7 separate regions of the Mus musculus genome follow, and all the other regions are linked to region 6. A link is a contact called in public ChIA-PET, HiChIP or PLAC-seq and promoter capture Hi-C data. All regions are on one chromosome and are shown on one strand. The core of a region is the stretch at or near the end of the contact, and the rest is flanking DNA. Distances in the headings are between cores, read along the strand shown.

Region 1 (2,840 bases), core at 192-2,691, 780 kb before region 6:
GTCAGCTTCAAACTGGAGTTTGCATACCCCTGTTAAATGCTAATTTTGCAAGGGAAAAAATTGGCAGGGGCAGAAAATGGAAACACATCCACATCTGAGTCAGAAAGCAATTTATGCAAAGACAAGCTTCACTTACTGTGCCTCGGGCAGCCAGCAAATCCACAGCCATTTCCCTTCTTAGTTTTTCTGCCAAAGGAGAGCCGAGTGCTGACCAAATATGCCTGGGAAGAAAAAAAAAAAAAAGGTGTAGTAAGGAATTCTGGTACAAAGGGAAGGCTTGGAGCCAGGAGGGTAAAGCCACCCACAAAGGGGTCTGGAGAAGTGGCTGTGTGATTAAAAGCACTTCCCTTGTTCGCAAAGAAGTTTGATTATCAGCACCCACATTGGGCTATCCACAGCTACTTGTAACTACAGGGGATCCAACATCCTCTCTGGCTTCCTTAGGTACTGTGTGCTCATGGGCACAGACACACAAACAGACACAAACATACACACATGAAAATAAATTAAGTTTTAAAACCCACCCATAATGGTACCAAATGACAGGAACACTGACAAAGCCAACCTGCCAAAACTACATCCCTTCTGTATATTAATCACTCTTCTTCTTTCTTACACTGATCCCTCCACACCCACCTACAGACCCTTTAGCACCTTGTACAAGATTCGTGGCAATGTCAAAAGGTTGGGCAGGACTGATTTAAAGTACAAAGGATAATGTGTCCAAGCTCTCTGCAAATGCTGTGTCTGTCTACCGCAAGAACTTAAGTGTTGGCTGTTTGGGAATTCCTGGAACCAGTCCTCTGTGCAGCAGAGGTGGGGCTGTGCTGTCGACGTGGCTGAGGTGGACAGCCAGGAGGTTCACAGCCTGCCCAAAGTGACAAGACAGCAAGCATCACAAATGGGAAGGAAATTCTGCTTTCAGTCTAAGGCTCCGATCAAGACTCAGAGAACTCTCGGGCCACAATGTGCCTTGGTTTCTTCTTCTGCACCATAGGCACAATGAAGGGCCAAGGGGCCTGTAACTTGCTATTAGATGCGCTAATTCATTAAGTTAGATTAGACTGCTAGGTATCGGCTGTTGATTTTATGATCTGCATAGCTAAGATGCTACAGAAGATGCACAGGCCTCTGGATCCGCAGTTTGGTCCCAGCCACGCTTCGTGGAGGGCCAAACCCGCAGAAAGATCCCCGAGCCTGAGGCCGCAGAGCAGTCGCCAGGCCGCGCCGGGCTCGCCGGGAAGCCCACCGCCCGCTACGCCCCGGTCGCCCCTCTTCACCCCACTCACGGACGCCGGCGCTCGCTCCCACCACTCTCAGCACGAGCAGTCTCGAGGATGTCGGCCCCAGACGCTCTCTCCTAGCACAGTCAGGATCACCTCCACCAGGAGCCCCCCAAAACGCCGCGAGCAGCCCCGCCACCGGGAGAAGCCCCAGAGAACTACTACTCCCGGCATGCCTGAGGTCTTTTCTGACTACACCTCCCAGAAGGCACCGGGGCCAGGCGCGTTCTGAAAGCTGAGTCGGGTCGTGTTGCACTGCAAATCCAGCAAGCCTGTCCCTGCTCTCTCAGTCAGTCCCTCAGACTTGTTTGCTAGGAGGGTGAAGTGATGTGACAGGACAAAAGTGGAATTTAGGGTTTAGGAGCGAGGTACCCATAGGTACCAGGCCAGCCTGACTGACTACATGTGGACAGCCAGGACTACATAGCGAGACTAAAACCAAAAAAAGTAAAACAAAACAAAACTCTAGGAGAACCCTAGCCCACATCACTAATCATTGTAGTTTATTTTTTTTACATTTTTTATTAGGTATTTAGCTCATTTACATTTCCAATGCTATACCAAAAGTCCCCCATACCCACCCACCCCCACTCCCCTACCCACCCACTCCCCCTTTTTGGCCCTGGCGTTCCCCCGTACTGGGGCATATAAAGTTTGCGTGTCCAATGGGCCTCTCTTTCCAGTGATGGCCAACTAGGCCATCTTTTGATACATATGCAGCTAGAGTCAAGAGCTCCGGGGTACTGGTTAGTTCATAATGTTGTTCCACATATAGGGTTGCAGATCCCTTTAGCTCCTTGGGTACTTTCTCTAGCTCCTCCATTGGGAGCCCTGTGATCCATCCATTATCTGACTGTGAGCATCCACTTCTGTGTTTGCTAGGCCCCGGCATAGTCTCACAAGAGACAGCTACATCTGGGTCCTTTCGATAAAATCTTGCTAGTATATGCAATGGTGTCAGCGTTTGGATGCTGATTATGGGGTGGATCCCTGGATATGGCAGTCTCTACATGGTCCATCCTTTCATCTCAGCTCCAAACTTTGTCTTTGTAACTCCTTCCATGGGTGTTTTGTTCCCAATTCTAAGGGGGGGCATAGTGTCCACGCCCCAACTGGTAAGAAGGACACATGCTCCACTATGTTCATAGCAGCCTTATTTATAATAGCCAGAAGCTGGAAAGAACCCAGATGCCCCTCAACAGAGGAATGGATACAGAAAATGTGGTACATCTACACAATGGAGTACTACTCAGCTATTAAAAAGAATGAATTTATGAAATTCCTAGCCAAATGGATGGACCTGGAGGGCATCATCCTGAGTGAGGTAACACATTCATAAAGGAACTCACACAATATGTACTCACTGATAAGTGGATATTAGCCCCAAACCTAGGATACCCAAGATATAAGATACAATTTGCTAAACACATTGTAGTTTATTTTTACTGTATACAATACACAGAAAACAATGTGACATGGGCCTTGATGTGCATCCCAGGATGGCTTCAGAAAGCAGGAGGATTAAAAAATAAAAGTAATTGATTGAATGCCTTTTGA
Region 2 (3,238 bases), core at 41-2,540, 720 kb before region 6:
AGAAAGCTCTAAAGCTCACTAGGAGGAGATGTGTGGTGGGAGGGAGCAGCTGGGGTCTTTGGGGGTGGCTGGAAAGGAAGCTTCTGGTTAGAGCAATGAATGAAGTCAAGGACACAACTGGGGATACAGGGGGACAACACTGGACAGTGATGACTCACCTGGACCAGGGCCGGGAGCTGGCTGACAGCCATTCCTTTTCTCTGGTGAGCTGAGGAGCATTGAGTAGGAAGGAGGCAGGGGAGGAGCTTTACAATTGCTGGGGTTCTCTGGCTAGAAGCATCTGCACTCCTGTAATGAGAGGGCCGGGTCAAAGGTCACAGGGATGCGCCTCACCATTCACATCCTGGCTCACTTTGTTCTTTTGCTCCCAGTGCATACTCCCTCTGAAGGTAGCTGTCCTCACCCAATCTGTAAAGTGACTTCTCCCCATGCCAGCTCTCCTTCGCATCTTTCCTTTAGTCAGATCCTGCATGCCTTCCCGTTTGTGTGGCTTTGGCTTTCCCCTGCAGAAAGCTTGCCCGGCCCAGTCCTCAAACTCTACCCATTCTCTGTCCCTTCCCCTGCAGCTATGCTTTGGCGTCTTAAGACAGCCTTTCCTCCTGGGACAGCTCTATCCCAACTAGAGGGAAGGAGGAGGCAAAGAGGTGACTTTTTCCTGAAAGGGAAGGGGAGTTAAACCGGCCAGATCTCTCTCTCTCTCTCTCTCTCTCTCTCTCTCTCTCTCTCTCTCTCTCTCTCTGTGTGTGTGTGTGTGGGGGGGGGGCTGTTTCGTGTTTCGGATGGGACAGTGTAGGGAGCGGGTTTCCGGGAGAAGAAATCATTCACATAAGTCACCCTCCACAGTTTCGTCAAGTGCAGGGGCTGCAGTGAAGGTGTCCCTTTCTCAAGTTCCTCAGAGAGAACTTGGAGCCACGCCGGGAATATAACCAGCAGCTGTATGCAACTGTATTTGTGAGTTTGCAGCAAGATGAGCTAGAGGTCCTGACCAACCCTTCTCAACGTGCAATCAGGTTCGGATCCCTTAGCTCGACTACAAAACAGTTCTGCTGGTCCCTTCCATGTGTGGAATCAAATCTCAGTACATGCGCTTCAAAGTTAAGGACGTGGGATCCACGCCTTTCAAAACGGACCACAACCCACCCTTAGTCTACGTACCCTCTGTTCTCAACTCCCAGACCTGACCTTCAGTCTCTGGACACTGCAGATCACCGTGGGGCTTCCCTTAGAAGCTTGTCCACTGCAGAGCATAGCCTCGACAGAGTAGTCAGGACACAATGAGCTGGAGCCTGCTGCTTGACGCGGAGCCGCGCCTGCGCGTTTGTCCAGGAGCCGGGAAGCCTAATTCCCACAAATCTCTCTGCTGCAGCGCTTAGATTTTTGGACTCCTTTTCTCAGAGGGAGACCAGGAGCAAAAAGCGATAAAGCGCGCCTGCGCCTAGTCACTTTGTGGCCGAAACTACAATTCCCAGAAGGCTCTGCGGTGCACTAGCCTATCGCTGGGCAGACAAGTGGTCTAGTCTTGTGGAGACCAGCAGTGAAAAAAGGTCCAGGATGCTGTTATCAAGGTTACTAGACTCTAGGATCTGCAAGCAAAGCCAGAGAACATCCAGGAACGTCGTAATAGCGCCTAACGACAGAGAAAGGTCTTGAAAGACAGTCAGTACCAAGCTCTCAAAAATGCTACAGCCTCTGTTGGAGCTGGACTGGAGAGGCATGATAGACCTTGAGTGCAGTGAGGGTTTGGGTAGCAGGATTACCGGAGGGGGGTGCGGGGGGGGGGAAGGACGATGGCCCTGGAAGTCTCTGCAGAGTAAACAAGTGTCTCTGGGAGCACGGGATAGTATATAGAGAAGCTTGGATTTACTTCTGGTGACTGTATTTTGCTGGGGCCTGTGAGTATCGAGTAATGTACCAGAATCTTTCCCTGAAGATGTCTAGTTGCCTTTGGATATGTAGTAAGTATTCATGGAGGAACTTTCTTATTGGGAGAAAAGTGAAACAAATTCAATTAAAAAAATATGATTTGAGATTGACACTTCTGGGATTGCTGGCCACCCTTTAGGATACAATGTCAGTGGCTCTGTCCTGGGCTTTAAAGATGTCATTCTCTCACTTAGGGCACACACATATAGGTTAAGGCATAGAGCAGAGAGTGTTGAAACAGAGTGACTCCTGCACTGCAGTTTTTGTGTGACTAGGGAAGGTGGTCCATCAAACAGAAAATATTCATTAGGAGTGAATGAAAGGACAGGAATGCTGAGTTAGGGGTTTCAGAGTGAGAAGGGGCAGGGTGTTTGGGAGATTTTACTGTCCCAGGAAGAGCTCCCCACAAAGAATTTGGCTTAGGATATTTGATGCTTAGCAAGACCAGCATGTTCACCAGGAACAAGGAAAGAAAAAAGGGCTCAAGATGACATTGTGTGTGACTCTGAGGTTCTGACCCCATGGTAAAAATGTGGATTTATTTTGTGTGTGAAAGGAAAGCAATGGAAGTTCCAAGTGGACAGATGAACTTATCTGTGCAGACTATGGTCAGTTCTGGGCAGGACAGATTCAGGGTGAAAACTAGGGATGGTCGTAGGACAGTGACTTAGCATTTGTTGGCTTGCTTCCTAACAATCAAAACTCATCCAAAACAACAGCAAAATAAATTAAAAACCCAGACTATGGTGTAGTTGAGGGAGAGAAAGGACAGTAGACTTGGAGTTTTCTGCAACAGTCAGTGTGTGGCATACCCTCCCTCCAGTATACACCTCTTGTAAGGCTGGGATGATCGGTTTTGTGCATGGTGTAAGATTGTCTTTGTATTATTCAAATGGTGATTTCTGTACCAGCAGAGATATGAGTACAGCCCAGACATTGGAATTGTTAAGCCACACCTGTCTTAGTTGCTTTGTAAAAGCCTCTAACACCTTCTGATTGGTTTAATCAAGAGGTGAACAGCCTATGGCAAAGCAGGATATGATAGGTGGGACTTCCAGGCAGAGTTAGGAACTCTGGGAGGGAGTCTGAGGAGTGAGATTCCTCAATGAGACACAGAGGAGAGATTCTTCAGTCAGACTCGAGAGATGGAAAGTTCTCCATCCAGACAAGGAGGAAGACAGACATGTAAAACTGAGGCGAGGCAACCAGCTATGTGGCAGAGATTAGATTAATATAAACGGGTTAGTTTAAGTTATAAGAGCTAGTTGGGAACAATTCCCCCAAGGACTAAATCCTTCATAATTAATAACAAATC
Region 3 (3,250 bases), core at 113-2,612, 730 kb after region 6:
TTATCTTACACGTTATTATTGTGTTAGGAAGCACGCCTACTATGGGGACATGTGCGGAGGTCAGAGGACAGCTCTGTGGAGTTGGTTCTCTCCTTCCACTTTTTATGATCTCGGGGACCAAACTTCAGTCACCAGACCTGGGCAGCAATCGCCTTTAGCCGCTGAGCCATCTTGCAGACCCCTGCTTCAGCATTATCATCTCTGAAATGGGCTAATGAAGATACCTCCCTCTGGGGATGCAGGGAGGATTGGATGAGATTGGGAGCCACTGCTTTGCTCAGTTCCTAAGGACTAAAAAATGGTGGCCTTTAACAAAAGCCTACCCATCCCCATCATGAGTGCGCCATCAGAATGAGAATGAGGAGCTGTTGGCAGCGAAAGTCCTCATTCTATAGTCACCTCCCACCAGGCAATTGAATCCTGCTCTGAGTGAGTTAGTTCCTGGCCCTGGTGTGGTCCAAAGCTGAGCTGCTCCTAGTCTGGCTTGTTGTGTGTCCTTGAGTAGTTGCTCTGCCTTTCTGAACCCCGGCGGCCTCATCCACTCTAGCATAACTGCCTGTGAAGAACAAATAAGATGGTGCATCTAAAACTATCAGGCGAGACCAGGAATCAGCCGGGAGCTACAATGGTTCAGGCTTTGGAATATCACTCTATAGGCTGTCTGCCGGCCACCACCCTTCAGACTGCCACTCACAGGTGCCCGTGAAGGCTGCCGAGAGGCAGTCCCCATCAGCCTGTCTCCTACACCCACACACTCTGTGTGGAGACCACAGGCGCCCAAAGGGTATGCTAGTCTCTGCTCTACCGCGTACCCTCTCCTGAAGGCAGGCATTTCAGAGATTCCAGTTTCACCAGGAAGCTCAGATCCAACAGGTCAGTTGGACAGGACCTGACTGCACACCCTGGAGACAGCCCGTGCTAGATGGGCCAAGCCTGTCCCTTGGGGCAGGACATCTAGCCTGGGCCTGTGAACTAAGGGATGGAGATAAATTTGCACTAGGGGCTTGCATCAACTTAATCCATTCCCACCCATGTAAGGAATTCTGGAGCCACTGAATGAGAAGCCTGGCCCTACCTGGGCCTAGTTATCCTCAAAGAAACGCTACCCAGCGTGAGTGGCGGTGGCCATGGCTCCGGCCCCTCAAAGCGGTGAGCAGACAGCCTTGCTGCTGAGTGTCCCCCTCCCCCGCCCTGCCCTGACTCATCCAGAAAGCACGTGGCCACAAGAGACTCTGTCCTTTGCCTTGGGTTTCTGCTCCCCACTCAAACAACCTTGTTTTCAAGTGAAAACCCACAGAGCGCTCTCCCCGGCTCTGATCCTCCAAACAAACAAAGGATGTTGGTCTGTGTTTTGGTTTGTTTTGAAGCTGCAGAAGAGAGAGGGAAATGGGTCACCTCAGGAACTCCAAGGGTGGTGGCTGAGGGGTGTGTGGTGGCCTTGGGGGGGGGGGTGGTGCCTAGCTCCAGAGCACTGTTTGGCAAGGTCACCCTGGGTGGGCCCTAATCCTCAGGGAATGACCCCCCCAGGATGCTCTGACCTGGGTGGGGGTCCTTATGGGGCTCCAGGATAGGACCACATGGGGAAGGCAGCCGGCTGGGGTCCTAGGCAAGACTCAGAGATCCTTTGCCAGGTGATCAAGCAAAGCTTGTCTTTCTCTGAAATTCAGTTTCCAGGCTACCAGGCTCAGCCCTGACCCCAGCTGCGGGAACCTGGGGCCACTGGGGACACACTGTCAGGCCTGAGGCCGGCTTCCTGCTTCTTTCCGATACTCTGCAGAGGCCCCCACAGTACCTAGGACCCAGGTTTTATGGCTGTGCCCTTTTGGGGTCTGTGGCTGTTCCTCCAAAGTGCTTTAACCTCTTCCCTTCTTGCCCATGTGGCAATCCGGATGGCAGCCAGCCCCTGAGGGATTTGTTTTTTGAGGCGAGGTCTCAAGGAACCAGGATTAGCCTGAATCTCACTGTGTAGCCAAAGATGAACTATACAGTCTGATCGTTCCGTTCCCACCTCCCAAGTGCTGGCAACACTGGCGTGGACCACCACACCCTGGTAAACAGCACTGGGGTTTGAACCCAGAGCTTTGTGCGTGTTAGGCAAACACTCTACCAACAGCTGCATCTCCAGCCATTTGTTAGTTTTACCATAGGTCTTACACGTAGCCCAGGGTGGCCTTGAACTCATGGGGATCCTCCTGCCTCAGCCTCCCCAGTATTAGTGTTAGGCATAAGTCTGCCCAATGGTTCATGCTCAGCTCAAGTCAGTGTTTTGGCGTGTGTGTGTGTGTGTGTGTGTGTGTGTGTGTGTGTGTGTGTGTCCTTAATTCTTATTGTGAAAGAGACATAGCTCGTTTGGGCAAGATACACAGCCTTGTTTTGCACATTATATAGAGAGGCTCCCAGGCCTCCCTGCTGAGTCCTTGGCCAGTTAAAGTAAAGCAGGCAGAAGCCTCCTGAGGACCCATTTCTCACTTTGGAGATGTCATAGTGAACTCTGGGTGCTGCCGTCAGAGAAGACATCTCATTGATGAGCAAAAGATAATATGGAGAGCCCAACCTGGGCCTTTTTGGGGGTTCCCCTGGCACTGGAAGGGCTGTGATGACACCATTTGCTTTCCCCCTGGCTGTCGTAGGTGTGTGGGCAGGTGCTTTGGGAGGAGGGGGCTCTGCAGCACATCCGCCCACCCCACTGATTCCACAGGAGCAGAATTGAAAACACCCCTGAGTGGACATCTTGGTAAAGCCACGAGTGAACAGCGAGTGGGGGCGTACACCTGTAATCCCAACACTTGGGAGGTAGAGGCAGAGGCAGGTGCTTCTCTGTGAGTTGGAGGCCAGCCTGGTCTACAGAGTGAGTCCCAGGACAGCTAGGACTACCCAGAGAAACACTGTTTCAAAAAACAAAAACAAAAACAAAAACAAAAGCAAAAAGTCACAAGTGGAGCCAACCAGGTGTCTATGGTGCACAGCTGTAATCCCAAAACTTGGGAGATAGAGGCAGTCGGATCAGGAATTCAAAATCAGGAGGTCAGCGTGCAATACACGAGACACTAACTCATAAAAAGCCAAATAGGATGACGGGATGTCAGCAAGAAAAGGGGCTTGTCCCACAAGCCTGGTGACCCGTGTTCCATCCCCCCAAACCATGCAAAGGTGGGAGGGGAAAATTGACTTTAGAAATTCCTCCGTCTTCCGCAGGAGTTCTCCATGCCCCCTCCTCCTCCCCTCCCTCTCCCTCTCCTCCCCTCCCCCC
Region 4 (3,134 bases), core at 468-2,967, 680 kb before region 6:
CCTTACTCTGCGTTTTCACATGCATGCAGTGCCTGTAGGAAAAATAACTTACTATGGAGAGAATACAAACGATAATCTTTGCCTTAAAGACTTTCCGATCTAATCAGCACACAGGCATGTGTAGAAATCATTTCAACAATGTAAAAAAAAAAAAAAAAAAAAAAGCTGTGTAGCTGGTCTGGTAAGACCCACACACCATCTCCTGCTTCGGTCCTCACTCCAGAACAAGAATCCTACAAGGGGATGCTGTTATTTTTATTTTATTGGTAAGGGAACTGAGACACAGAAGTTAGACTTACTGATTTAAGGCCCACAGATGGTAACAGAGGGGGTAGGGTAAAAATCAACGGTCTTGAGCCTCCCACTGTGCTTTCTAATTTTCTGTCAAATATCCCAGGAAACCCTCTTCATGGCTTCTTGATAAGTCGTCTCCTTGCTCTCAGAGTGAGGCTCCTGACACTGTGTCCCCTGCAGTATGGCTTTCCCCTGTCCACGCAGCAGCTCACCTCGATGGGGGCAGCTCTATATTCCCGCTCCTCCAAATGGCAGGTCAAGAGTAGTTGTTTTCACAAGAATGGTACAATCCAAACCTAGGATCTACAGAGTATAGGAGGGGAACCACGGGATGGAGGAGCGCCGCAAGCATTCTTAAGGGCAAAAAGAAATAGATGGGCAATCCAGGTGAGGGCTGAGAAAAATAAACATGAGGGAAGCAGACCAGAAAGGACTTCCGCCAGCTGTGTCCCTAGTGATAACGGACATCTGCATGTCGCTGTCAATGTAGTAAGCACAACAGACCGGGATCAGCTAACAGCAACGCAATATACTGTGAGCGAGCGTGCAGTGTGCTTCCTAGACAACCAGCTCCTCCAAGAGCACCAAGTCCTGGTGAAGGGTCTACTGGGCGGAGAGCCTCAGTCTGGAAGGAAAACCAAAACCATATAAAATACTCCTGCCATGAACTGAGACGGCAATGCGCTCACCTGAGACTTCCCTTCCCTTTGCTCTGGAGCCATGCTCACTTTCTGGGCTTTTCTCAAAGATGGGTACAGTGTCCAAAAATGCGATCTGAGGGAAGAAGAAAGAAAGATTGCTTCGCACCCCTCAGAAGCCGCATCTCCGAATGCGTTCCACCAGCTGAGCCTGGCGCTTCTGCTTCCAGAACGGAAAGCGGGAGCTGGGGGCGGGCGGCAGAGAATTGACAGGTCACCACTCTTCTGGTCTCTAGATTTTCAGAAACAAGACTCAGGCGACACTGGACTCCATGTCACCGAGGAGACTCACTATGCCTCCGCGAGTCAGGCATCACCCTATGCTGTTCACCCCAGCTCAGTTGGCAGTGCCAACCCCCTTCAGATCAGAGTGCACTGAGGCCAGAGTGCAGCCACAGTGGGAACACAAACGTTTTTCACCCGTTTAGATCTGACCACGGGCCCACTCCACGTGCAGCCCACCCAACTGCTCTGCTGCTGTCAAGGGATCAATTTCCACATCCCCAGAGAAAACTCCAGAAAGGGGACCAGTGACTCATGGCGGCCCACGCTGAAGTCGCCACAGGCCTCCGTGTCCTCCAGCCTGGCCGCTCACCTCCCCCCTGCTCCCGCCACGCCTCATGAAGGCTCGCAGCTGCCACGCTTGGAGACTCAGACTGGGGAGCTAGATCAGGGCAGAGAATCGAGCCACAGACACCCGGCGGCCTGATAGATCTCACAGGGGGCGGGGCTGGAGGGGGGAATAATGAGGATAGCTGATGCAGAGGCCTCTGGGAAATGTAGTTTACCTCGGGACTCAAGGATTCTGGGATATAAAGTTGACCGCTTTGGTGCGCAGCTGCGGTGGAGAGCCCCCCCTCCCCAAACTCCCAAAAGGCCCCGGGTCACTAGCTCTGTGAAGTCTTAGATGTGGTATGCATTTTAATTCCATTTGTGTGGATGGGGTAAGGCCAGCCCACAGCGGCCAGAAACAGACTGGCAGTTACGTATTAACATCATGTTGTAAGCCTTTTGAAATAAATCAAAGAACAAAAGGGACCTCACTTGGTAAGCAGTGGTTTTTAGTAGGATAAAGTGTAGACAGTGAGCTGTGGAAATAATTATATATTGATTTAGACTCAGAGGGTGTTACAGGAAAATGCAAAAGAAAGGCTAGCTGAAACCTGGCACTCTGGGATTTAAAATAAAAATGAATGAATAAATGAATACATGAATGAATGAATGAATGAATGGAAAATGATAGATGAAGACGCCTGATATTAACCTCTGGTCTGAGTACAATGTACAACACACACACACACACACACACACACACACACACACACTCCAAAGCATAGAAAATATGATTGTGGAAGCCATAGTATGCCAGTGTGACACACAATACAGTACATCCCTCTGTCCACATATCTTCATTTGCAAATGTTTGTTGTAATGAGTCATTGATCTGGTTCAAGATCTCTGGCTTCTATGACACCATCAATATTGGACCCTCACTGAGACTCCTCCCAATTATCCTGTTGTCACCCTGTGTGTTAAAGATCCTGTAACAGCTTTGGATCGGCAGGACTGGCCCTTTCATGTGCCCCAACAATTCACACATGATACAGATTTTAGGAAGGGACAACCAGAGCCCTGGATCTGGGCCTGGGTGGCAGCTGAGTTGATGAGCTCAATGGCTGCCCCTTATCTGAATCACCAGGGTAAACTCTCCAGTACTGTTCAGCAAGGCCACCCAATGCCACAGTCAGCAGAAGGCAGAATCACCTCTCCTACTCCCATGCCTTTGGGTCAGCTCACCAGCACCTTTGTCATCAGGGCATCTTCACTGAGTTGCCCAGATGAGCTGTAGGGCCTGCTCTCCAGAGTGCTGCAGTCAGTGACAGGGCAGGACCGGCTCTCCTACTCTCATGCCCTCCAGGTGCTACCTCAGATGGTAAGGGACAGGGTGGGGGAGGGTACCACCACCCCTCCCCCGTCACCCAGGCCATTGCTGAGCCTTATCTCTTACAGGATAAGGTGTTCACAGGGGCCAGAGTTAAAAGGATACAATGAAAAAGGGAGGAACAGAGGCAAGGATACATATTGAATGGAATTGCAAGCAGTTCACATCAGATCTAAGAAACACAAAGTTACTCTTAATTA
Region 5 (3,243 bases), core at 7-2,506, 680 kb after region 6:
ACCCGAGTTCCCTCGCTTCTCTGAAGGAAAAAAAAAAAAGCTAACCACAGAGCTCTAGCTCAGAGCATGCACATCACGCTAGGGAATGGCATGGGCTCAGCTCAAAAACGTTTTCAACCCCACCGTGGGCCAACACAGGCACCTGCTTGAGCAAGTTGGGAAGACAAAGGTCAAAAGCAAGTGAGAAAGACTGGAGCCGGGGCGCTCCTTCAGAGATCTCCTTTTGGGTCAGACTCCTCTGGATGTTAACTGGGCAAGAGCATCTAGGAATTGGGCAGAGAAGTCCTTTTTTGTCCAAGCATCACCTGTGTGGTCAAGTAGGTAGCCAGCCCCATTACAGGGCCTGACTGCTTCGGTCACTTACCAGCGGGGGTTGAGGCTGCGGATGCTGCCCTGCTCCGGAGGCCGGTGGGTAGGGCATGAGCAGATTGAAGGCAGAGTAGACAGTCTCTTTGTACATGCCACTGGCACACTCCGGGGCCTTCAGGCCTGGAAAAACCACAGCTGGGTCAGACACCAGCCCAGCCAGCTGCTCCTAAGGACTGAAGGCTGTCTGCTCCGGAGGGGGGTTAAAAAAAAAAAAAAAACCCTGCCAAGGGGTCCCCTTCAAGTTCGTGACTTGACAGGGAACAGCGACCTCCGAACGGGTGGAAATATCCGCAAAGGCAAGTTTTTGAGGAAAGACCCCCGAGTCCAGACCTCCACTTCGCGACCGGGACTTGACTCCCTACCCCACCCTCCTGCTTGGGAACCTTAGCCAAGGCTTGCTCCTCAAGGCAAAGGATTAGTCAGTCACCTGGGCTGGAGGGGAGGCGGAGATGGCGGGGGTCTGTTTACTCCTATAAAGGTCAGGGCACCGGAAGTGACTCCAGCTCAGCGGCGCCCGGGAAACCCGCCCCCCACACCCCCACCCCCGGTTCTAGCGCCTTCTTCCCCAGCCGCGCAAAAACTCACCGTCCTCTAGGGACTCTGGAAGTTTGTCCGGGAAAAGTCTCTGCGAAGTGTGCTCCCGTCCCAGGGCCTGCAGAGCGAAGCAGAGGGGCCATGAGGAGCGGAGGGAACAGGAGGGGCTCCAGAGATGGGACCCACGAGGACCGTGGCGCGGGGGGGCGGGTCCGCACGCTACCAACTCGGGACGAGGTCCTCCGGGGAGGAGCGGGCCGGGCTCACCTCGGGCGCTCCCTCGGCTTCTCCATGTACTCGGACGCCGGGACCCGGGACCCCGGCGCCTGCGGCCGCGCCTTCGGACTCATTCACCAGTGAGGACTTGAGCTCTGCCAGGTCCCGCTCCGGGCCCACAGCGCTGTCGCGATTCTTATCGTCCTGTTCCTCGCCTTCGTCTTGGAAGGCCAGCAGCTCGTCGGGCGCGCCGAGGTCGTCGCCTGCGCCCGCGCCGCCCCCGCCCGAGTCCAGCTGCGGCATGGTGCGCTGCGCCCGCCGGGGCGCCGGGTGCGGGGCGCGGAGCCGGCCGGGAAGGCGGCGAGCCCAGGGTGCGGGGCTCCGAGCCCGGAGCGCGGCGGGCGGAGCGCACGCTGACTCCGCCTGAGCGGCCAGTGGGCGCGGGGCGAGGGCGCGGGGCACAGCAGCTTTGGGAGCCGGCGGGTCGGAACATCAAAGGCACCGCGGGCAGCGAGCCGGGGGCGGGGCGGGCGCCGGGGCGGGGCCGCGGTGGGAGGGGCTAACGTCCCAGGCCCCGCCCTCCCCTCCCTGGAGAGACCGGGACAGGCCCACTGGGAATAATCTTAAAGGGCTCGCTCTCCAGCTATTCTCTAACCTGAAATCCATTACTAAACTCTGGAACTCCATTTCCTTAACTATCATACAGCCACAACTTGCGTCCAAGTTGCGGAGAAGGTGGTTCCTTAGACCGGTGGAACCTGTGGATGACTTGGAACCTTGGTGTGAACAGCGTCCTTTGCTCAATCTGGAGGCTTCTTACGTCCCCGGGATACTAGATGGACCCTGACACACACACACACACACACACACACACACACACACACACAAACACCTGCCCTTTTGATCATCCCTGTGCCGATTAGGGACCTTATTCCAGACAGCCTGCTTACATAGACACAAGCATTAGCGCCTCACACATTTATTGAGCTCCTGCCTGTTGTTGCATGTGCAAATCAAACACTATAAATATATGACATGTGGTGGCTCGAGGCGAGGAAGGATCGTGGCCACTCACGTGGTTTCTCCAGCCCGCTATGACTTTTTCAACTAAGTTCGACGCTTAGAACCTGCTGTCCAGGAACTGAGACTTCCGGCGGCCACATGGGTCACGAAATTCTCTCTTGGGGTCTTTAGGCAGCTGCTCAGTCTGGGAAGTTGCATCCGGAGCCCATTGACTCAGACGCTAGTTAAGGCCGCGTCTTCAGTGGCATCTCCTTGGCACCCAGCATCGAATTCACCACGACCGATCACTGTTTCTGTAAGACACTAGGCCCTTTGGATAGCCATGCAGTAAACTGAAGGTCGCACACCTCCGCCTCAAGAACGTTTCGGTGTTGGAGTCAATGTAGACCTCTTCCACCTCTTGGGAAAGCAGTTGAAACAACAGTGGGTAATTTGTGAAGGAGGACACTGGCCGCCTCTCCGACTCCCGGCCCCACAGGACCCCTGGCAGCGGCGCAAAGCCGGCCGGAAGACAGCCGCACCGCCCCTCCCGGTCCAGGCCCAGCCTGCCTGGCGGAGGATCAAAGAGACCAGGCCTTGCTTCTCAGCGCTCAGATCCTATCAGCGCCCTGCCAGCGGGGCTTCTGAGTCCTCCAGCTCCCAGCCGGGATGCCCGTTTCACCTCCTTCTCAGCGATGGGGGGCTTGGCCATTAATGCTGAGCTTGGCAATAGAGATGCGGTGCAGAACCCGCCCTTGGCACCTCTAAAGTCCTTCTTCCGCAGGTGCCAGTTTGCTACTGATTTTGACCCCATCTTCTCTAGATTCGGGGGCAGGGCAGGGGCTCCAATGGAAAGCCTACAGGAGAAGAAGGGCCCAGGGGCGAGGCCTCCCCCTACGACCTCAGCTCCGAGGTTGTCCCGGCTAACTTTGGGGTGAGCACTTCTCTGAGAAAATTGCACAGAAATTGAGATCATCCTAAGCCAAAGCGCAGCAGATCCTCCTGTGTTTATAAACGACTCCAACTTTGGCAATGTCGCTTCCATGATAGTTGGCAGACCATGAAGTTTCAACTGACACAGGTCATTGGGGGTCGAATTTCTGAAGAAAAGTCAGGGCTGGG
Region 6 (3,261 bases), core at 432-2,931:
ACCAAGCCCATGAATTGGCACAATAGAGTTAGTAAAGGAAGGCTGAAAAGGCAGCTCTCTAGTTCCTGCCCAGCTCCCTACCCTCCTGCAGGCTTCTCAGTAAGCTTTTTATAGTAGAATTGCAATCGCCCAGAATCACTCAATCTGTACTATCCCTCAAAACGACTCTAAGCTCACTCGTGGCAATCACCTCAACACTGCAATGCCTGAGTTCCTTAGGATTCAGAATCCTAGTAGATTGCTGTCAAATACCCAGCTTACCTTTTCCACACTAGAAGAATCTTTGAAGAGAATAAACCCAAACCCTCTTGATCGTCCAGTGTTGGGATCCATTTTTATTGTACAGTCAACAACCTCTCCAAACTTAGTAAAATAATCCTTTAAGTCTTTTTTGCTGGTATCCCAGCTCAGACCACCAACGAACATTTTTCTGCAAGTGAGAGACAAGACCACAAACCTTAGAAGCTGTAAAAGAATTCTGACACTTTTCCTGGCTGGGGAAGGGCTTATGGAGCCACAGTCCCATGGACCAGTCTGAGATGGTGCCCCCTTTCAAGTTAACCCTTGCGTCGCTCTGCAATCTCGACTCAACTGGAACTCACAGCTGAACGAGACTGTACAGCCACACACGGTACATACGGGACAAGAATGTGACCCATGACCCCTCACGAGTTTAAAATCAGCGTGCCCTGCACTCATGAATCTACTTGAGCTCACGGCCTCCCAAGTACCTGCCCCAAGGAACTCTGGGTTTCCCGGTGCCAAGACCGCCCCAGGGTTCAGGCTGGAACTCCGCCCCTCGACTCGCGGCAGGCTAGGCCCGGCCCGCTGCGCGCCAACTCCGCCTACGCAGCAGAGACGCAGCCCTCGCGGCCCGATTCGCGATCCGCCGCTTTTCCTCTTCCGGGGCCGCCCGCCCCGAGGCCCGAAGTAGCCCAAGCACCGCGCGAGCGGCCCAGATCGGCCTCACAGTCGACCCCGCAAACTCCTGCAAACTCCGAGGCGCGTAACCGCGCCCGGGCCAGGCGGCAAGCGCGCCAGGCAGGCACAGCTCCGCGGGCCGCCCGCCCCTCCCCCCGCCGCGTGGCGCCAACAAAAGACGGCCCCAGAACAAAGGCGGCGGCCCGCGGCCGCACCTACCCCGCGTCCTCCTCGTTCTTGCTGGCGTTGATCTGGTCGCCCTCCGCGCCGTTCTGGTTCCCGCTCGGTGCGGTCGTGGTCCCGCCCCCAGACCCGGCCGAGGCCGCGGGGGCCGCGGCAGCCGCGCTGGGCTCGACCGGGGCCTCGCCTTCGGGGGCGGCCTCGTGTCCGTTCTCGGTGGCGCCCGTCGTCTCCATGGGCTGCTCCTCAGCCGCGTCCGACATGGTCGGCCAGGCCGCAGCGGCTACTGCAACGAGCGGCGACAGCGCGTCAGGCCCCGCGGCGCTCCCCGAGCTCCCGCCCACCGCCCGCGGCCGGGCCGCTCACCTCGCCGCCGATGACGCCGCGAGGCCCTACTCGCCGCAGAAGGCGACGCGCGGGCTTGGCCGCGGTCACGCTCGCACCCCCGAGGGCTCGTCCGCAGCCACTGACTATCGCTCCGCTCGGCCGCCGCCGTACACTGCCGATAAAGAAGACCTTAACTCCGTCCCGCGCGGTGCCACCGCCTGACAATGCCAACTCGTGGAGCTCTTTATAATGCCGAAGCCGGGCACCACCTCGTAACAACGGATACTCTCATTGGGCAAAGCGAACCGCCACTCACCATTGTCCTAGCATCTTATTGGCTGCTTCTGCGCGCGCGCTCTAGATCCGGGCGGGCTTTGTCCTCATTTTAGAACGCGCGCGAGTCGGAGAACTGTCTACGGTTCCGGTCACCGGGCGAGCACGTCCAATGTCCCCAGCTGCCCGGGGTACACGGCAGTCTGTCATCCTATCCCTACATCCTATTCTACACTAGCAACCCCGGCCTCCCAAAAGAGGAGAATGAGCCGGAGGAAGTCCCCTAAATCCAAGGTCGCCCGGAGAAAGGAGCCTAATCTTGGAGTGCTCTAATCTACGGAGTGCTGCGGTCATCGGAGGCCTTCAGCACAGCCTGCTCCTAAACCTCGGCATCCTGAGATGCCAGGGCTCCTGCCCTCTTCAGTGAGCTAGCTGGGGCCATCCATGGAGGCCTGGCGCAGTGAACGTTGGACCGTAGTATTTCCAGTGTCTGCTTGACACCCATAGATACTTAATATCGCATTAGTGTTTAGCTTTGCCTTTAATTTTTATTTCTTTCCTTTGGTTCCGTTTTGTGTTTTTTGAGACCAAGTCTGGTATCCTCCGACTGGCCTTGAACTCTTGACCCTCCATTTTCACCCCCTCAGTGCTGGAATTATGTGCTGCACCACCACTGTGCCTAGCTTAATTTCACTGATTTTTAGATGATCCTAAATGGAAAAATTAAGAGTCTTTTCATGTAGCCCCAGGATATGATTACAGACATGTGTCACCCTGCCTAGTCTGACAACTTGCTTTTGGAAAAATAGCCCTGTTAAATGAGGTTATGGTAAAGAGGGGTAGTTTTCTTTTAAGCATTGACCATAAAACTTTAAAGGCCTGGGTTAGGCCATGATTCCTGTGTATGTGTGCATACGTTTGTGTTGAGTGTAAGTTCTATGCCCTGAGTGTGTAAATCAGACAAGGTATCAATCTTCACTTTCCATTTTGTTCTTTATAATTTTTTTTTCCTTTAAACAAACTAGCTGGCCCACAACTTCATTTTTAGACCTAGGCTGGTCTTGAAGTCACAGAAAACTGCCTGCCTGCCTTCTAAGTGCTGGAATTAAAGGTGTGAGTCATCCAATGGATGGATGGATATAGATAGATAGATAGATAGATAGAGATATATATAGATTTTTTTTTTTGAGACAGGGTTTCTCTGTATAGCCCTGGCTGTCCTGAAACTCACTTTGTAGACCAGGCTGGCCTCCAGGCAAATGGTCTCACAAGCTTTGGAGATTCTCTGTCTCCTCCCACATTGATGGAGTAAGCTGAAGTTAGATTTGTGCTCCCCTGTTCAGCTGTGGGCACTGGAGTCCTGAACTCAGGTCCTCATGCTTGTGCCCACGTGGCCCACTGAACCCTCTCCAGATCCAGAACCTCTTGCCTCTTGACTTTTTTTTTTTTTGGTTTTTCGAGACAGGGTTTCTCTGTGTAGCCTTGGCTGTCCTGGAACTCACTCTGTAGACCAGGCTGGCCTCGAACTTAGAAATCTGCCTGCCTCTGCCTCCCGAGTGC
Region 7 (3,051 bases), core at 143-2,642, 760 kb before region 6:
TGAGGGAGACCTTGCCTGAAAGAGAAACGGGCGGGAAATAAGAGACAGACCAAGTAGATCCATCAAGGTCTGTTTATTGAGAGTAAGGTTACAGAATATAAGCGGCAAGGAGGAAGGAAGTAAAGAGGGAGAAACTTGCCCGTGCCTCAGCCCGCAGGCAGGGGTGGTTCTGCACAACTGCCCGGGAAGGTGCTATCTACTCTTAGCTCAGGGGACATTCTGTGTTTTTTCACAGAAAGTTTGCAGATACTATTATCTGCCCTTGATGTTGTGTCAGCTGTCATTTCAAAAGGTCGGAAGTCTCTCCTCCAGGAGGGAGCGGAACTTTGGCTTATGACTCAGTGTCAGTCCCCAACATCTCTCAAAAGGTCCGAAGTTTCTCACGAAGGAAGGGGAGCTTTGGCTTATGGCTCAATGCCGGTCTCCAACACAGAGAGAGAAGAGAAGGAACAGAAGGAAGAGAGAAAGAGACCAAAATGTCTGGATCACATAGGGAAGAACCTCTGGGAAAAAGGCAGCCCAGCCCCTGGGCTGGAAAGTTCAGGGTGGGAGGCAGGGTATGTCAGGTAGGGACTGGGGGATGCTGGGAGATCCCTGAAGTCAGGTCTGCTTTGATATGCAAACTATGCACCTTGTCCCGGTCCCAAACCAAAAGGGAGAGAACTAACTCTGGCGTGAGAGGGCATGTGCCGCATATCACACACACACACACACACACACACACACACACACACACACACACACACACACACAAAACCATGCACGCTCGCACACGATAGATAATACATACACCAATATCTGAAAAGAGAAAAGGTTCTAGTGGTCAGGACAGAGAATGAAAACGGCAGGAAGGCAAGAAAGTTTGAGAACGTAGGGGGTGGGGTAGGGAGACACTACGAGTGGAATAAGCCACGTTTGGAGAACGTCTAGGCAGATACAGAAATGCAGAACACAGAGAGACCGAGACCAGAGCAGCGTCAGACCGGCTGCAAGGCTCTTGTTAGGGGCTTTAGAAACACCTGTGTGCTCTCCCGGAAGCCTGGTGCAGTCAGAGAGGAAGCTTGCTTCCCAGACAGAGATGACACAGTTTCACAACCTGTCAGACCACCTTGCAGGAGAGACTGAACCCCAGCAACCAGAACCACTTGGCTATGCATGTCCTTTTCTGTTTAAACCTAAGTCTCTGAAGACCGACCAGGGGAGTCCCTGGACTTCTTTGTTCCTCTTCTCGGGGTGGCGGGACTGATTGTGTAAATCTCTTATCTCCAACTTTCACTCTTATCTGTCTCTTTAATCGGCATATTGAGGATGAGTGGCCAAGCTTATTGGTGTTGCTGGGTCAGACAATTTAAAGGCAGTCTAGGGGAGAAGCAGACCCAGGGAGTCAGAGAGGCAGAGAGAGAAGAGAGCCCTTCCTCCACTCTCAAGCTCTGGAGGGGGTCTCTGCCCTCACCCTCATCCCTCCCCAGAATCCTTAAATCCTCTAGACTGTAGCTCTGATTTTACAGCTGTCACAGACTCGTCCTACTAGCCAGAGGTTGGCTCAGGTAAGCACCACTGGGGAGGTAGCCTAGGGTGCGCTGGGGTGGGTCCAGAGGAAGAGCTGCCCAGAACTGTGGGGGAAGGAGCGGGACCGACCATCAACAGGGGGACTTTTCAGGGAGAATGAGAGCAATCCTCTGGAGGCCTGGGAGAGGCTGCTGAGTTGCTGGTGCGCGAGTCACCAACTTTTCCTGCGCTCTCGGTGTCCGGCCAGAATCCCGAAGTGGCAGCTGAGCACGGGGTGGCAGCTTCGTCCGCCGGCTCTCAAGGCGTCCCGGTAACTTCCTTTCCCGCAGTCCAGGAGCAGATGGGGCGGCTCCGAGTGCTGCTGCTGTGGCTAGCCTGGTGGCTGTCGCAGGCGGGCATAGCTCACGGTGCGGGCTCGGTGCGCCTGGCAGGCGGCCTGACGCTGGGCGGCCTCTTCCCGGTGCACGCCCGGGGCGCCGCAGGGCGTGCGTGCGGGACGCTGAAGAAGGAGCAGGGAGTGCACCGGCTGGAGGCGATGCTCTACGCGCTGGACCGCATCAACGCCGACCCGGAGCTCCTGCCCGGTGTGCGACTAGGCGCGCGGCTGCTCGACACCTGCTCGCGGGACACCTACGCTCTGGAGCAGGCGCTGAGCTTCGTGCAGGCGCTCATCCGAGGCCGCGGAGACGGCGAAGAGGCCAGCGTGCGCTGCCCTGGGGGCGTCCCCCCGCTGCGCGCCGCGCCTCCTGAACGCGTCGTGGCGGTGGTGGGCGCCTCAGCTAGCTCCGTGTCCATCATGGTCGCCAATGTCTTGCGCCTGTTTGCGGTGAGGGCGGGCGTCTGTCACCCGTCGTCCCTCCCAGGTGGTCGATACCTTTACTAACTTCTGGAAGAATCTGTTTCAATCTCTCCCAATCATCCAGATTAAAAAGGTTTTGTCCACAGAGGCAGATCAATTTTCCCAGCTTGGTTGGTCTGGCATCTTTGTGTGAAGGGTACCCCTTTCTCCAGAAGTCTGTGTCCTGACAAGGTTGGCTAAGGGCAGATTGAACCTAGACCCACTTGTCCACCCATTCAGGTTCTGCTGACACCTTGTTCAATCTTGCAAGGTGCTTCCTCTCGTGAGCACCTGTAGGTGACAAAGATATTTAGATTTCAGGGGAACTAGGCCCTTCTTTAGAAGTCCTTAGAAGTGGCCCTGAGCTATCCCTGAAAGCAGAGTACTGAAGGGGGGAGTGCCATCCTTTTTTTTTTAATCGACATTTAAATTCCATTTCAAAATGCTTGCCTTAACCCGTTCCGGTGCCCAGGGGGTGGGGGGTTAGGGGGTGGGTTGGGCTCTAAAAGAAGTCCGGAGCTCCCATCTCTTTTCTAAACTACTTATCAGCAAGGCTTCTTCATCTCCAGGGGGCATTGTGTTCTTTGCAGTCTGGACACCTCAGGATCCAGGGATTGGAATGCCTCTGTAGAGGGCATGTCTATAGCAGCAGAAGACCTTTCTCTGCCCTCTTTCCTCTGGTTTTTGCTTTCTTGTTTACCTCC

The links. Promoter capture Hi-C pulls out the DNA fragments that hold promoters and counts their contacts. ChIA-PET counts read pairs in DNA pulled down with a chosen protein or histone mark. HiChIP or PLAC-seq counts read pairs in DNA pulled down with a chosen protein or histone mark.
Region 1: a promoter capture Hi-C map of pre-B cells shows a contact between it and region 6, with 2.4 times the contacts expected there. The contact joins the promoter of Zfp354c here to the promoter of Hnrnpab in region 6. A contact is called at or near these places in 4 of 39 promoter capture datasets (embryonic stem cells, hippocampal neurons, pre-B cells and 1 more) and 1 of 115 datasets of contacts at active chromatin or transcription factors (memory CD8 T cells).
Region 2: a promoter capture Hi-C map of hippocampal neurons shows a contact between it and region 6, with 2.9 times the contacts expected there. The contact joins the promoter of Zfp454 here to the promoter of Hnrnpab in region 6. A contact is called at or near these places in 2 of 39 promoter capture datasets (cranial neural crest and hippocampal neurons) and 1 of 115 datasets of contacts at active chromatin or transcription factors (astrocytes).
Region 3: a contact with region 6 is called in an RNA polymerase II ChIA-PET map of effector CD8 T cells, with 20 read pairs. The contact joins the enhancer-like site here to the promoter of Hnrnpab in region 6. A contact is called at or near these places in 4 of 39 promoter capture datasets (liver, neutrophils and pre-B cells), 1 of 15 datasets of contacts at CTCF or cohesin (embryonic stem cells), 9 of 484 Hi-C or Micro-C datasets (B cells, CD4 T cells, CD8 T cells and 6 more) and 6 of 115 datasets of contacts at active chromatin or transcription factors (T-cell acute lymphoblastic leukemia, bone marrow-derived macrophages, effector CD8 T cells and 3 more).
Region 4: an H3K4me3 HiChIP or PLAC-seq map of forebrain shows a contact between it and region 6, with 4 times the contacts expected there. The contact joins the promoter of Zfp354b here to the promoter of Hnrnpab in region 6. A contact is called at or near these places in 4 of 39 promoter capture datasets (the 3T3-L1 cell line, embryonic stem cells and hippocampal neurons), 1 of 484 Hi-C or Micro-C datasets (cortical neurons) and 4 of 115 datasets of contacts at active chromatin or transcription factors (astrocytes, embryonic forebrain, embryonic limb bud and 1 more).
Region 5: a contact with region 6 is called in a promoter capture Hi-C map of neural stem cells. The contact joins the promoter of Tcf7 here to the promoter of Hnrnpab in region 6. A contact is called at or near these places in 2 of 39 promoter capture datasets (the C10 cell line and neural stem cells) and 4 of 115 datasets of contacts at active chromatin or transcription factors (T-cell acute lymphoblastic leukemia, double positive thymocytes, large pre-B cells and 1 more).
Region 7: a promoter capture Hi-C map of liver shows a contact between it and region 6, with 2.2 times the contacts expected there. The contact joins the promoter of Grm6 here to the promoter of Hnrnpab in region 6. A contact is called at or near these places in 3 of 39 promoter capture datasets (embryonic stem cells, hippocampal neurons and liver) and 1 of 115 datasets of contacts at active chromatin or transcription factors (memory CD8 T cells).

What each region holds. Positions count from the first base shown.
Region 1 is chr11:50,826,290-50,829,129 of GRCm38.p6, forward strand. Zfp354c (zinc finger protein 354C) reads right to left here and starts at 1,442. Exons shown (of 5, transcript NM_013922.4): 1 at 1,290-1,442; 2 at 137-221. The coding sequence starts at 169. It also overlaps a transcript of Zfp879 not described here.
Region 2 is chr11:50,886,211-50,889,448 of GRCm38.p6, forward strand. Zfp454 (zinc finger protein 454) reads right to left here and starts at 1,291. Exons shown (of 6, transcript NM_172794.3): 1 at 1,156-1,291; 2 at 159-288. The coding sequence starts at 191.
Region 3 is chr11:52,339,954-52,343,203 of GRCm38.p6, forward strand. No RefSeq gene overlaps it. Among named protein-coding and RNA genes, the nearest start is that of Gm51894, 17 kb to the right of the region's middle. Within about 2 kb of position 1,363, at least 73 of the 459 cell types and tissues checked have an H3K27ac peak or open chromatin away from gene starts, as enhancers often do. A contact at or near this core is called in CD8 T cells, the N1E-115 cell line, T-cell acute lymphoblastic leukemia and 6 more, where this site is marked.
Region 4 is chr11:50,929,918-50,933,051 of GRCm38.p6, forward strand. It overlaps Zfp354b (zinc finger protein 354B), which reads right to left and starts at 1,718. Exons shown (of 5, transcript NM_013744.3): 1 at 1,588-1,718; 2 at 984-1,068. The coding sequence starts at 1,016.
Region 5 is chr11:52,281,758-52,285,000 of GRCm38.p6, forward strand. It overlaps Tcf7 (transcription factor 7, T cell specific), which reads right to left and starts at 1,257. Exons shown (of 11, transcript NM_001313981.1): 1 at 1,171-1,257; 2 at 955-1,021; 3 at 365-489. The coding sequence starts at 460.
Region 6 is chr11:51,605,200-51,608,460 of GRCm38.p6, forward strand. It overlaps Hnrnpab (heterogeneous nuclear ribonucleoprotein A/B), which reads right to left and starts at 1,682. Exons shown (of 8, transcript NM_001048061.1): 1 at 1,468-1,682; 2 at 1,141-1,387; 3 at 262-430. The coding sequence starts at 1,364.
Region 7 is chr11:50,849,293-50,852,343 of GRCm38.p6, forward strand. Grm6 (glutamate receptor, metabotropic 6) reads left to right here and starts at 1,393. Exons shown (of 11, transcript NM_173372.2): 1 at 1,393-1,547; 2 at 1,839-2,335. The coding sequence starts at 1,850.